3 separate regions of the Mus musculus genome follow, and all the other regions are linked to region 2. A link is a contact called in public HiCAR-type and promoter capture Hi-C data. All regions are on one chromosome and are shown on one strand. The core of a region is the stretch at or near the end of the contact, and the rest is flanking DNA. Distances in the headings are between cores, read along the strand shown. Region 1 holds the start of Zfp949 (zinc finger protein 949). Region 2 holds the start of Tmed3 (transmembrane p24 trafficking protein 3). Region 3 holds the start of Snhg5 (small nucleolar RNA host gene 5).

The links. Promoter capture Hi-C pulls out the DNA fragments that hold promoters and counts their contacts. HiCAR-type assays count read pairs that join an accessible place to other places.
Region 1: a HiCAR-type map of astrocytes shows a contact between it and region 2, with 4 times the contacts expected there. The contact joins the promoter of Zfp949 here to the promoter of Tmed3 in region 2. A contact is called at or near these places in 8 of 39 promoter capture datasets (cranial neural crest, frontonasal cranial neural crest, hippocampal neurons and 4 more), 1 of 15 datasets of contacts at CTCF or cohesin (large pre-B cells), 3 of 484 Hi-C or Micro-C datasets (the AML12 cell line, cerebellar granule neurons and myocytes), 2 of 115 datasets of contacts at active chromatin or transcription factors (astrocytes and large pre-B cells) and 4 of 9 other capture datasets (adipose tissue, embryonic stem cells, liver and 1 more).
Region 3: a contact with region 2 is called in a promoter capture Hi-C map of pre-B cells. The contact joins the promoter of Snhg5 here to the promoter of Tmed3 in region 2. A contact is called at or near these places in 7 of 39 promoter capture datasets (the C10 cell line, cranial neural crest, hematopoietic stem and progenitor cells and 3 more) and 4 of 115 datasets of contacts at active chromatin or transcription factors (embryonic forebrain, large pre-B cells, memory CD8 T cells and 1 more).

The regions. Positions count from the first base shown.
Region 1 is chr9:88,545,797-88,550,365 of GRCm38.p6, forward strand. Zfp949 (zinc finger protein 949) reads left to right here and starts at 2,224. Exons shown (of 6, transcript NM_001142943.1): 1 at 2,224-2,712.
Region 2 is chr9:89,701,705-89,706,643 of GRCm38.p6, forward strand. Tmed3 (transmembrane p24 trafficking protein 3) reads right to left here and starts at 3,339. Exons shown (of 3, transcript NM_025360.2): 1 at 3,042-3,339; 2 at 1,068-1,316. The coding sequence starts at 3,221.
Region 3 is chr9:88,520,866-88,525,770 of GRCm38.p6, forward strand. Snhg5 (small nucleolar RNA host gene 5) reads right to left here and starts at 2,032. Exons shown (of 5, transcript NR_040721.1): 1 at 1,619-2,032; 2 at 1,442-1,516; 3 at 1,053-1,110; 4 at 785-851; 5 at 187-583. It overlaps LOC115487267 (a small nucleolar RNA gene), which reads right to left and starts at 1,003; the gene lies at 932-1,003. LOC115487269 (a small nucleolar RNA gene) reads right to left here and starts at 735; the gene lies at 664-735.

The sequences.
Region 1 (4,569 bases), core at 974-3,473, 1.2 Mb before region 2:
GAGATGCAGTTTGGACCCACAGAATGAATTAGAAGCTCAATAGACAGTTATTATCGGACAGCATGGGGAGTTCTGTTCATGAAAATTTATTAGTATCATAAGAGGATGTTCATTTATTTAGGGTTTTGGAAATAGGATTTCTCTGTGCAGCTCTGAGTAGTTCTGGAACTCACTGTGTAGATCAGGCTGGCCTGGAACTCAGAGGTCTGATAGCTATGCCTGGCTATAAAAGGATTTTTATAGGTTATACAAAATTCAAATTATTATTTCTGTTTGTGATTTATTCAAGAGCTTCTTTAGCTTAGAGTTCAATTTCCTGCAGAGCACGGTGGTACACACCTTTAACCCAACACTCAGGAGGCAGAGGTTGGCAGATTTCTGTGAGGTAAAACCAGTTTGATACATGCAATGAGTTCTAGGATATCCAGGGCTATATAGAGAAACCCTGTCTCAGGCAAAAAGATAAAAATAAAACTTAATTACCATTTTATTAACACCATATTCAGGGCTACAGTCATCTCAAGCTCCACTTGAGCCGGATCTTAGTTTCCAAGACTATTCCCATGGCGCCCTCTACAGCCCAATCTGCAAAATGGCATTTGGCTTCCTTCAGGCCAAATGATAAAGAGGAAGAAAGAATGCACAAATAGAGGCTACAGGTACAGTTTCTGTATAAGACAGTCCTCCAAATGACACTTCATTATTTTATTTGTTAGGAGTAAGTTATTCAGAGCCAGGCCTGGTGGTGCATACCTTTAATCTCAGCACTTGGAATGTAGAAGACAAGCAGATTCCTGTAGGTTTGAAGCCTTTATGTCTTTCACTCTACAAATAGAAACATTTTCACGGAACTTTATTGAGATTATAGTGATATTTAGTTTATGTTGAAAAATTCATCTTAATAATGTGTAATGTATCAACTCTGGGCAGGGATTGTTTAAATTTATTTAGATTTTGTTTGACTCCTGAGTATGTCTCCCCCCCCCCCCCCCTTTTTTTTTTGAGACAGATTTTACTGTGTCGTTCTGGCTGTCCTGGAATTCACTATTCTGTTGACCAGGCTGGCCTCAAACGCTTTTTTTTTTTTCCTGACTCTGGAGTGCTGGGATTAAAGGCATGCGCCACCACATTCAGTTTGAATTTGTTCATTTTTGAAGATTTAAAAAAATTATCTCGCCAGGCAGTGGGGGCGCACGCCTTTAATCCCAGCACTCGAGAGGCAGAGGCAGGCGGATTTCTGAGTTTGAGGCCAGCCTGGTCTACAGAGTGAGTTCCAGGACAGCCAGGACTACACAGAGAAATCCCGACTCAAAAAAACAAAACAAAACACATTTCAATTTTAGTAAGTGATTTTTTTCATTTCAAATTCAAATTATTTCTAAGCATTATTGGCAACACACAACATAACTTTTGTCTCTTGTCAATTCATATAGTTTGTGGTTTCTTCCTATTACAATGGAAGTCCAACATGTTGGTTCGATTTCAAAATGAACTTGAAAATTACTGTGTGCTGTACCAGAATGCTCAATTTGACGATACACTAGTGATGTAAATGGTTCATAGGATTTAAGAAACACGAAGCGTTCAGCTTCCTGCAGTGCTCTGTACAGCCAGAAGAGAGCCCCAGACCTTAGTAGGCTCTGAGACCTTAGCATAGCTGACTCCTGGACAAAAATACTATTCAGGCTGTAAAACTCAGCATGTAGACAGCGCCATCTGCCAAAACTATAACAAAAACCTAATCCATCAAAGTCCATAGTTACGGGAAAGTCTCTAAATGTACTAACCTTGCCTTCTGGCTTCTGAAGTTCTGCGTCTGGCTAATTGTTCTGAACTGAAATATATCAATCTGGGACATGGATTTTGTGGGGCTTCTCTGATCTCCTGAACATCAAGGGTAGTTGCAGTCTGGATAATAAGACTTTTTATTGGCTTAAACCCATGTTTAGTAGTCTTCTCTGGTGACTACCCTACAAAAGATATCACACCGATTTTCTAAGGCTCCACGTCTCCCACAGAGATATTTGGTCTGATTCTAGGATGAACACACTGAAGCTTCCTTCTCAGGTTCTATACTACTTTGGGATACTTGGGGTTCACATGAGAGAAAGGTGAAGGAATTTCATATCGCGATTATCAGATAGGTACTTGATCTGAATCTTGGTAATTCGATAGTGGACCCGGTGGAAAAATGTCCTTCTATACTTACCATAGTTTCCCAGAGGCTCATGGGTAATGTAGTCCCTAACATACAAGGCCCTCCCACACAGGAGCAGGTAAACAGCTCTGACATTTGGCTGGTAGGCATCTCTGTGTCCTGCGCTCTCTTGGCAGCTACCGCATAGAAAGTCGCATCCAGGCTCTGTGCTGACGCCTTTGCTCAGGCTGTGCGTTTCTTGCAGGGTTTCTGAAGGCGGGTGGGAAAGACGAAAAGAGGAGAGTGGTCTCGGAACCTTCGGGAAGCGGGACCCGTGCCTTCTACTTCAGTGGAAACAGAAACATAGGTGGGTCTTGGAGGAGGGACTGAGTCGCAGTTCGAGGGCGGACCGCAGCGGCTCAGGGGAAGGTGACTGTGAGACCCATCGTTCCCAGTCGGAACAGTCGGCCTGAACAGGGCTTTAATGGTTGCTTTATCCGAAGACTGCGCTAGGAGTATTTGGATCTGTGATTCCATCAGTCCAAAAGGGCCAACACGGACGCTCTGCCAAGGAGGTGAGAGCCCAAGATGGCGACTTGGGGGTGAGGGCGGTTCATGTCTGTGGATTGTCAGGGCCGGGAAGCCTCCTGTGTGAGCTCACATTCCAGTAAAGAATCTTGCTACCTGCTTGGCATCCATTTTTTGGGAGAGTTGGGGTGGAGAAAGATCGTTAATCTGAGACCGGATTACAAAACTGGGAATTTTCACACGACCCAGAAATCCCAAACTGCGAGCCTGGGAAAATTGTAAGTTGATACCACGGTGCTGGAGCCGGAAGGGGGAGGTCTGTGACCCACACATCTGTAAGAAAGAGGGTGGTTTTTATCCCAATGAATTGGCCTGAAATTCCTAGAGAAATTCTCCCGTAGTGACTGTACCCTTATGTGTATTGGCAATTGTATTCGTCAGTTTTCCTGTCTTTATGAAGTGATGTTTTTGGCACTTGAGGTTTGAGCTCTTAGAACAGTGGTTCTCCACATGTGGATTCTCAACCTGAAAGGGTTGGGGGTGGGTGGGTAGTGTCAAACGGCCCTTTCACAGGGGTTGACTATCACATAGATATCCTGCATATCAGAAGTTTACATTAGGATTCATAACATTGAGCAAAATTACTAATAATCTAATAATCATTAAAAATAATGTTATGGCTGAGGGTCACCACAGCATGAGGAACTGTAGTAAAGAGTTGCAGCATTAGGAAGGTTGAGAAACACTGTCTGAGGCTTTGTTTAGTTTCTGAAAATGTCTAGTACCAGAGATAAGAGGTTATCTCAGAAGATTCTAGTATTGTTATAGGAACATTTTCCTGGGAACAAAGTGGGGAGGTTTCATGTTCTGAAGAGGGTGTGCAACTGTAGCAATCCCATCCCCCTAGTGAGGAGGAAGACCATTAATAACAGACCAGGAGGCCCTGGGTCCTGGTAGGGAATTTACACCTGGTCCAAGCCTTTGACTGCTTCACTGAACTCCATAGAACGGCAGGCCCCTGTGATACAGGCTCCTTTGACGATCCCCGTACTGGGATCAACTGGGTCTGCCTACATTTTCATGGTAGAGATTGCATTATTGCAAGTTACCTACCGATACATCATCATATGCTAACCTTTCAGAACAGGACAGGAGCCAGTCTGGACTATCAGGTTTACCTTAGTGCTCACTCCATGTTGGTGGCCAGCACAGGGAAGGTCTGCTGGGCTATGAGTGAATGCATTTGCCCTTTAGACTAGAACACTGTATTGAGTATACTGCAATAGAGAAACAGGCTGGGAAGCACCAGTGTGCCACATGGCTCAATAGGCTAATGAGCTGTGGGGGAGGGCAGAGACAGGATATAATTGTTCCGTTAGACGGAGGTTTTTTTTTTTTTTTCCTTAAGTTTTAATTTATTCTCATATATTACACCCCAGTGGTAGATTCCTCTCCCTCCTCTTCTCCCAACCCTACCCACTCCCTTCCATTCCTCCTCCATTTCCCTTCAGAGGAGGACTGGCCTCCTAGAGATACCAACCAAACATGGCATATCAAGTTGCAATAAGACTAGGCACCTCTCTTATTAAGGCTGGGCAAGGCAACCCAGTAAGAGGAAAAGGGTTTCCAAAGCCGGCAAAAGTGTTAGAGCCAGCCCCCAAGCTCACTGTTAGGAGTCCCACAAGAAGACCAAGCTACAAATCCATAAAATAAGTGCTGAGTGGCCCGGCATGGTGGCGCACACCTTTAATTCCAGCAGTCGGGAGGCAGAGGCAGCTAGATTTCTGAGTTCGAGGCCAGCCTGGTCAACAAAGTGAGTTCCAGGACAGCCAGGGATACACAGAGAAACCCTGTCTCCAAAAAACCAAAAAAAAAAAAAAAAGTGCTCAGTGCCCAGGTCAGAC
Region 2 (4,939 bases), core at 2,089-4,588:
AAGAATATAGAGGTAGATAGATACCAGAGGCTTGGCCCTTGGGAAGCCCAGCCTATATGTAGGAGGGAGGGAGAACAGAAAGAAGAACTCCAGATGGAGGCTGAGGTTAGTCAACAATCTTGAGAGCCATGGAAGTCAATGGAAACTATCCATCCTCCATAATTGCTGCAACTTCTCTTCCACAGTGGGGATTTGTTGTCCAGCGATTGTACTTAGTAGCCGCCCTGTGCTGACTTACTACACAAGTGGTCACCAAAGGGACATGAGTGGACATGCTATGTGTATTACTACAGGCCAAGGCTTTGAAGGGACAGCTGTGCCTTTCTCATTTCTGCCTCTTTTGGTATCCAGGGACAGAGAACGCTGAAGCCCGAGGGAAAGGAGAAGGATGGCGAGAAAGAGCCTTGAGGCTCAGGACAAAGTTCTGTAGTAGAGTATGTGCTAAGCAAGGTCCCAAGTTCAGAAAAAAAGAAAAAGAGAAAGAATAGAAAGGAAGGGAAAGAGGGAGAGATAGGGAGATAACAAGAAAGGGAAAGTGGAAAGGGAAGGGAGGGAGAAAAAGAGAATATGAAGAGGAAGTGAGAATTAAAAACAAGCACACACACACACACACACAGAGAGAGAGAGAGAGAGAGAGAGAGAGAGAGAGAGCCTGGATTCCCAAGTCACCATCCAACCTTTTCCAAACTACCCTGAGAGCAGTGCACTACCCAGTGTGCTAGGCCCTGACATATGAGTTTGTTATGGCAGCAGCTGGTCTGACCCTCACCAACACACTCCTGAAGCAGGACATTGTTCTTCACCATCTGAGCATATGACACAGCAGACAGGTACATGTCAGAATTTTGGAAGACGTGCCACGCCCGAGAAAGAGAGTTGGAAGGGTGGAGAGGAAAAGTGTTAGCTATGAGAGGGCTCTGGCTAGAAACAGGAGACCAGAAGTGGTATGGAGTCTTTTACAGCTAGAGGGTGATTCTGGTTCATCAGCTAGGACAAGGACAAAAAAAGCAGAAACATGATGAGAGTGGGAGGGTTCCCCTAGTCCTGTCACGGTCATGCACACTCACCTGAGTGAGAGCCGTGACCCTGTTCCCCATGTCTGGGAGAATGGGGGGCTCGTCACCCACTTGGAAGTCAAAGTAGACGGTCTTATGAGAGAAGGTGGAGAACTCATTACTGAAGCAAAACCGGTAGACGCCCTTGGCCTCTGTCTTGTACGTGAAGCTGTCATACTGCTTCTTGGTCTCCCTGTAGATGACGTTGCCCCTGGGGTCTTCCACATAGCAGTCCACATCGTAGTGGCCTCCAGTGATAACCTGACAACCACAAAAAGGGTGCAGTGATGGGGAGGCAAGCAATTCTTTGAAATGCTGACCATAACGGGGACCCCGCTAAGCATTCTGTAATTTAACCCTCACCATTTTCCAACACAGACTCCATGTAGCTTCCCATCCTGCTGAGCCTACGCAGTTAAGAGGCAGTGACCACTGCACTCGGTGTTTTTCTTAGTATTACTACAAAACATTTGACAGAAGCAATTCAAGGAAAAAAATCCAAATTTATTTGACTTGCAAATAAATTCAAATTTATTTGACTTGCAAATAAATTTGAGGGCATAGTTCATCAGGGAGAAGGCATGGTATCTGGAACATGAAGGCTTCCAGGGGTAGGGGTAGGGGCTAATCACATGGTATCCAGAGTCAGGAAGCAGAGAAATGAACGATAGCATTCAGCTGGTTTCCTCCTTTTTATTCAGCCTGGTGAATGATGGTACTCCCACTTAGGGTGGCTCTTCCCACTGCAATCTAATCTAGAAAGCCCTTTACATTCTCAGAGGCTTGTCTCTTTGGTGGTTATAGATTTCCCCCCACTGATGGGGCATGCCTACCCTCAACGGCTTCTGGAGCCTCACTAGCCACATCAAGAATGCTGGGGTGGGGGGGGCGGTTGTTGTTGTTGTTCTTGTTTGTTTTGTTTTGTTTTGTTTTGTTTCTTCGAGACAGGGTTTCCCTGTATAGTCCTGGCTGTCCTGGAACTCTGTAAACCAGGCTGACCTCGAACTCAGAGATCCACCAGCCTCTGCCTCCCAAGTGCTGGGATTAAAGTCCTGCGCCACCACTGCCCAGCCAAGAATATTGTTCTTATTCTTAGGCTGCCTGTGCTGAGGCAGGCACACACACACACACACACACACACACACACTGTATGTCGTCCATAGATGTGAGAGCAGTCTCATCAGTGACTCCACCATACATGGAATTGTCAGCAGAAGCAACCTTCAGAGCGTCTACCATAGAAGGGCTTACTCATTGTACACAACTGGGGTGCCTGTGTCACCTCATTTCTAGAGGTCTTGCTTTATGGTGGTCATTCATCCCTCTGACCCTATGCCTACTCATTAACCCTAGGGGATAGAGCCTTTACCAAAGCAACTGTTAGCTATGAGATCTGTCCATGGAGACCAAAGTGCAGGACCTAACTTTGTTGAGCCATATGGTAAGCAGAGAGGCAAGCCACATAGCCACACCACTGGGGAGGGAGTGTGTGTGACTGTCCTTAAGTATACACTGGCAGGGTTCGAAGTCTGCACTGAACCCTCCTTTCAAAAAAAAAAAACCCTTCATCACTCCAACTATGTCACCCCAAACTCCAGCTGTAAAGGATGCAGCTGACTTCAGCACCAGCAAGACACCCAGCCCAAAGTGACAGTTGGGTCAGACTGCCACCCAGTGGGTGTCCAGCTAATTAATACTGATGTTCCTGGAGGTACCTGGGAGAGGTCATTCTGGTCAATTCTGCAGGGGGCGACAGGGGGCGGTAACAGGCCCCCCATCCTGAGCGCTCACCTGTAGCCTGCCTAACTCCCCAGTGCCCCTGGCCCACTTCGGGAGGGCTCTGGCAGATACAAACGTTTCTTCTCAGGGAGAAGTCAACCGGTCTGGGGTTGTTATCCCCGACCCCCTCAGCCTTTGGTGGCTAATCTTGGCCGCTCCGGATGGCGGCGCACCAGTAGCCCCAGTGAGACGCGGCTAGGGCCGCACCTGGTAATCCAGAGAGAACTTCACGCCCTGCTCCACCTCTTCGTGGAAGCACTGCTTGGCGTTGTCCGGCAGCTCGAAGGTGAGCTCAGCGCTCCGCAGTGGCTCGGCCCGGAGCAGGAGCAGAAGCAGCAGCTGTAGCAGCATCTGGAAGGATGAAGCGTGCGGAGCCTCGTGGACCATGATGCTCCGGGCCTAGTCCTCTCTAGGCTCCCGCGCAGCGACAGCAGGGACAGCAGGGAGAGGGGAGGGGCCCCCTGAAGAGACGTGGCGCGAGCTCAGCACAGCGGTTCCGGGTGGCGGCCACTCCGCGCGCAGCCGCACACCAGAGAGGTGGGCGGGGAACCTTTCCGCCCGCTGCGCAAGCGCATCACTGAGTTTAGGCGCTATTGTATTTGATGCGGCTCTTGGACTCGGGTACTTCTCAGTGCGTCCCTTCAACTCGGAAACCGTTGGGCTTCTAGTCTGTTTCTGACTTGCTGTCACTTAGTGTCTGCCACGTCTCCGGAGAAATCCCGGACGTAATGAACACATTCAGTAGTTAGGAGGACTCGATGGACTAGAAAGGAACCGCAGGGAAGGGAGGCGACGGATCCTCCACTCCCCCCTCCTACCTAAGGTGAAGAAGTGTTCAACAAAGTAAACCCCATGGCTACACTGGGGGAAAACAGGTTTTCTTGCACACAGACTCCCTTCTGGAAATAAAAGCATCTAAAGGATTTCAATTATGTTTTCGCATTCGGGTCACATTGAAAATTTTTTCAGAGAGAATCTGCCATCCCCTTTAACTTCTAAAAGTGTTGAAAGACAAGTTGATTTATTGTCTTATTCATGACAACTGCCCTAAGAAGGATATATATGATTTTATGTTCACCATAGTCCATAAACAAAGAGACATTACATGTTATAATATTTGCTGATACATAAACACTTACTGTCAGTAGAACATTATTAGATATGGTGAATCTTAATTTTAACAAAGAATTTCACTACTCATATATACTACCACATAGATAAAATTGGCATACACTACCACTGGCCATACTGGATCCTGTATCAAGGAGCTAATGTGCATGAAAGCAGCACCCATAATATAATTATTAATAAAATGTACTATCTCTGTGCTAGATTAGATGTGAAAGAGGTGTTGAGCTGTGTGCCTTGGGGCTCCTTCCCTGCTTGTCCTATTTAACATTGACTTATATTTCTTATTTTCAATTATGTGTATGCACATGTGTGTATATGAGTATGTATATATGAATGCAGGTCTCCAAAGAGGCCAGAGGCTTTGGATCCCCTGGAGCTAGAATTGCAGGCAGTTGTCACTCATTTGATAAGGCTTTTGGGACCCAAACTGGGGTCCTCTAGAAGTATTCTTAACCAGTGAGCCATCTCTCCTCCAACTCTTAACATTTTTAATGAAGAGTATTTGAAGATGTGAAAGTTATAATCATCTAACTGGAAAATCAAGTGAAGAAAAACAAAACAAAACAAAACAAAACAAAACTGAAGTTCCCACAAGTTAAAGATGAAGCGCTACATTTAAGTTCCAGGTGGTGGGGATGGGGGTTGGGAGGGTGGGGGAGGGAGGGGGAATCTGCAGTGGTTCAAAAGAAGAGGCCTGGTTTCACAGCTCTTTAAGTTGGAGCAGGCAGAATTGGAATCAGCATCAAACTACATATAAGACAAGAGAAAATGCCTGAGTTTTAAAAAAATAAATTATTGCCTTAGCAGACAGTGATCAGGTGGTACCTATTGTATTGTTTTAGGAGAGCTATTTTCCGTTTGGGGCACTAGTCAAAGGAATGTGATTAGGAGGAAGCCAGCATAGACATTGCCAGGAAGCTGACTCAAACAGAGAATGCCCAAGGGAAAATAAATAAATAGCAGGACTTAGCATG
Region 3 (4,905 bases), core at 782-3,281, 1.2 Mb before region 2:
AGGGAGGGAATTTTTTGACAAGTTCTCAGGGAAACCTGATAATGTGTATGATCATGCTAGCTAGTTTGGGAGCTGACAGTGCGCTTTGCACAGTAACTTTGCAAACCCAATTCCCACAGAAGTGGAATGAACCATGTACCAGGGCACTCTGGTTAATCTTCTGACACAAAAAGAATTGAATAAATATTTGCAATTGAATGTTTTTTATTTCAATACTCCCCATTTTATTTCAATCACTGCCAGAATAAGGAAATAGCTCATAATGATGAACTGCAGCTTTATAGTCAGGATTGCATTCAGTCTGTACAGCTGTGTCTGTCAATCAGCTCACCTATGACCTTCACAGAAGAGAACACTGTCGAATGGATTGTCAAAACAATCCATTTACATACAGCCCACAAAAAAAAAAAAGTACAGGAATCAACTCTGCAGGCCACACCAGATGCTGTCCTGATAGGGACAGCTAGAGACATGTAGATAGACCCCATCTCAAACATCCCAGTACTAAGACTGCATTTTTTTGTCTATGCTTTTTCTGGATGGTCACATCTAGTTTTCATTCGCACGTCTTGTGTCACTGGCTCTAAAATATAAAAATAAGAACACAGGCATTATGTTACTGCCAACATTAAAGAAGAACACAATAGTCCTTTGCAATGGTCCATCTCAGAAGCCAGATCCGTAAGTATGGTTTTTCAACAGGAATTCAGGTTCGGGATAGGATCATCATAGACTAGACCAACGACAGTAAGCTCAGCAGAAAACAAAACAGAGCACCACTCACATGCACTCCTGCTGCAGGATCTTCACAGGCGGACTGGCATCTCTCGCAAGTTCTTGTGTCACTGGCCCTAAAATATAAAAACAAAAACACAGGCATTACGTCATTGCCAACATTAAAGAAGAACACAATAGTCCTTTGCAATGGTCCATCTCAGAAGCCAGATCCGTAATTATGGTTTTTCAACAGGAATTCAGGTTCGGGATAGGATCATCATAGACTAGACCAACGACAGTAAGCTCAGCAGAAAACAAAACAGAGCACCACTCACATGCACTTCTGCTGTAGGATCTTCACACGCAGGCTGGCATCTCACTGGTCAGCATTCACTACAGAAAGAGGTACCATGACATGCTATGAGTAAGAACTGCATTAACAAGACTACCACTTAAACACAATGGTCTTCTCTCAGAAGCTGCATTTATCTTCAGGTCATCATCTTCGGGATGTATTTCATCACTGTTCTGACCCGGTATGTCTCACAACTGTTTGTACAATCAATTTGTACACCATGCATTCACAACAGTCACTCCAAATTGCAAAGGCCAGAGTAGTTTGGCCAGGACTACTTCACAATACATTTCCAGGAACCCGGATTCTTACTTCACAACGGTATGTTTGCATGCTTACAAGGGAAAAAATCTAGGCTTCAATACACACCCTTTAAAACGGTCATGTTTTAAGCATGTTTCTTTCATTTATCAATTCTCTCAGATGCTTTGGGCTCCCCTCCATCTAATATAATGAAAAATCAAAAAACAAAATTTAAGCATCACACATCACTTCCTATTGCACTATAACAATATTCTTAAAATATAGAAGCTGCATCGCCTTTACCTTGGTTTCTTCTTGTAGCTGCTTTGAAGACGCGAAGAACAATGGCGCCATTGTCCTTGTGAACGTGCATATAATAGGATGTCTCTTTCGGTGACTCTAGTACCTTCGGAACAGCACAAAAGGCTGCAAACCCTGCTGTAAAAACCTACCCACGCGGGGACTCAGGAACTAGAACGCATGCGGCCTTCAGTCAGGCCGCTTAGTACGAATCTCACTGGGGCCCAGACTCCAATCCCGAAATATCATTAGCTGCTGCGCACTTCTCCGAGGAAGTTTACACCAGTACCCTAAGTTCAAGTCTCAGAAGCCTCCAAATCCTCGTTGCACCCCTATATTTCACTTGGTCATCCGACTGTAACTCACTCACCGACAAGACAAAGAATATCTTAGGCTCCGTCGTAAAAGAACGAGCCCGGTTCACCGCAGCTCCTTTTATAGTCTCCTTTGTGCGAGATCGAGGCTGCCCCTCCCTCTGTCACTGATTGGACGCGAGAGTACGTGGGGGCGTGGCTTTTCATGAAGCAACGCGTGGGAGCGCGCGCCTTGGACCTCTTTTTTTTTTTACAGGCCATTCCGGGGCGTGGTGCGCGCCGCCCGCCCGCCGCCGCGTGCATCTCCGTTGCTGCGCGCGCTCCCGCTGGCTCGCCGCCACCGGTCTCTTCCGAGTCTGGCGGGGTGGCTCAGCTCGACGTGGCGTGGGAGTGGCGCCAGAATTCAAACGAACTGCCGCAGTTGGAGGCGAGGTCACCGCCTGCTTCGAGCCTAGTCGACACGGACGGTCGGCGGCAGGGAGTGGCCTTGACTTCGCCGCGCAGGCAGCTTTGAGCGCCGCTGGTGGAGAAGCTTGGTTGCTACGGTGGCCAGCGCTGCGCTTGTGTATTCAGCGGGGCAGCCGAAGGGACCTGGGAGGACAGAATTACGCGGGTGAAAACCGAAAAGCTCTCCGTTTATCCTTCCTGCATTCTGGGGGTGCCGCTGGTCTGCAGACAGCCATGCTGTCCAGTGCAGGCTTATCCAACGCCTGCTTGGGCGCTCAACCAGGTCCAACACCAGATTCCCCCGCCCCCCCAAGTCTCCCACTCCGGGAAACAGACACTAGTGACAGTTATACTGTCAGAATGCTGAGAAGTTAAACATTCCGTTTCACAGAGGAGAAAGCAAGTCAAAAGCCGCCAGTTGGCCTAAGGTCACATAGCTATCCTTTGCTATTTTTTAAGTTTCTCCCTTCTAAATTATCTGCAGAAAAAAACTTAAGACTTCAAAGGTCAAATATATAATTCAAAGTAATTTAAATGTATGGATACACACATTTGGATATTTTAGCACTTGGAAGCTCGGGTCTTTATTTTGTAGCATTTTTTACTAATTATGTGTGCATTTGCTGTCAGTTTACATTAACAGTTATCCTCTGATCACCATACTTATAGACTGTGGCATGCATGCCCTCACACACATCATGCACACATGTGATAGTAATGGTAATAAGTGAATAAAAGCCGTTTGGGTAAGAACATCACATAAGGTTTGCCATAGAAAGAAGGTAGGGAATAGAATCACATGGTAAAAGCTTGTCACAGCATCTGGTTAAGGACTGTGCCTCTGGGCTACATTTCAAGCCTGTGGTCTTAATTTGGTTCTTTTTAAATCTATGTGCCCAGGTACACACATGCATGCAGAGGCTGAAGGGCAGCCTTAGGTGTTATCCTCGCAAGCACCATTTATTCCCTTTTGAGATAGGGCCTCTTACTGATCTGGAGCTCAGGAATCAGGCTAGACTGGCTGAGCACAAGTCTAGGAGATCCTTCTGTTTCTGCCTTCCAGCTCAGAAATTATAAGCATGGGCCACAACTAACATTTTTATGTGGTTCTGGGACTCAAACAATTATAAGTCCCTAGGCCTGCAAATCTAATGCTTTATCTATTAGAACCATCTCCACAGCTACAGTATTAGGTTTTTAAAGTTTTTAGATGAATGTTATCTTCAAAATGATTTTAATATGTATTTTTATTCTTTTTTTTTAAAGGCTCACCTTATTTTATCTATATGAATGCACTGTCGCTGTCTTCAGACACACCAGAAGGGGGCATCGGATCCCATTCCAGATGGTTGTGAGCCACCATGTGGTTGCTGGGAATTGAACTCAGCACAAGCAGTCAGTACTCTTAACCACTGAGCCATCTCTCCAGCCCCTTAGTTTGCTTTCTGTTGCTATGATAAACATAATGACCAAAATCAACTTGGGGAGGGAAAGGTTTATTTCAACTTAAAACTTCTCTAGTCCACCATGAAGGGAAGTTAGGACAGGAACTCGTGCAGAGATCATAGATGAATAGCTGCAGCTTAGTTGTGTGTGTGTGTTTGTGTAACCCAGGTCAATACTGCCTAAGGACCACAGGCAACACAGAGCTCCCACATTAATCGGTAACCAAGAAAGCCAGCCAGACTTGTCTACAGACCAATCTGAAGGAAGCATTTTCTCACCCGAGGTCCCTTTTCCCAGATGACTTTAGCTTGTGTCAAGCTGATAAACAAAACCCAATTAGGGTTAGTTAGACAACTTCTGCAAACCTGCCAAGCCCCGGGGTCTGTCTAGAAGGCTTGGCTGGAAGAAAGGTTGGCTGTGGGGTTTCCCTGGGGTTGGGGGGGGATAAACATCCCTTAGGGGGCTCACTGACTGGTGTCCAGAAGAGAGTGTGTGAAGCCTGACAGCATCTCTTTGCTTCCCAAGACACTTCCCTGCTTGCCATCCTCTGTCAAACAGCCACGCCTCGATGTACGAGCAGGTGTGGCTGATGAAATGGCTCTTCCTCAGTAGCCTAATGGTTCCTCGCTGCCCCTTAAAGCCTATGGTGGTGAGAGAGAGCGTTGATGTTCTGGTGACTCCTCTAGTTCTGTTAGCACGCTTCACCCAGGGTGGGTTAACGTCTGGTGGGTAGGCCAGGTACCTGCAAGACTGTCATATGGAGTGTCAACCAAGGAGGACACTCTGGCTTTGGCCCCAGCTTCTGGGACATGGGTGCTGAACATGGAGGTTCTATAGTCCATCAAATGCCAGAGCCTCGGGGTTTTCACACTTCCAGCCGGTCTGTGAGTGACAGCGGGTGTGTTTTGCCTACCAGGCCTGGTCTCCACAGCTCCTTCCTTGCATAGAGCTTTGCAGGCATGGTGTTATTTAATCCTCTCCATAGCCCTGTGAAGTTGCTCAGGACAAACCATTTATGGGGTCAAATATATGAGGCTTCAAAAATTGAAATTACACACAAAAATGACTCCTATTCAACTGGCC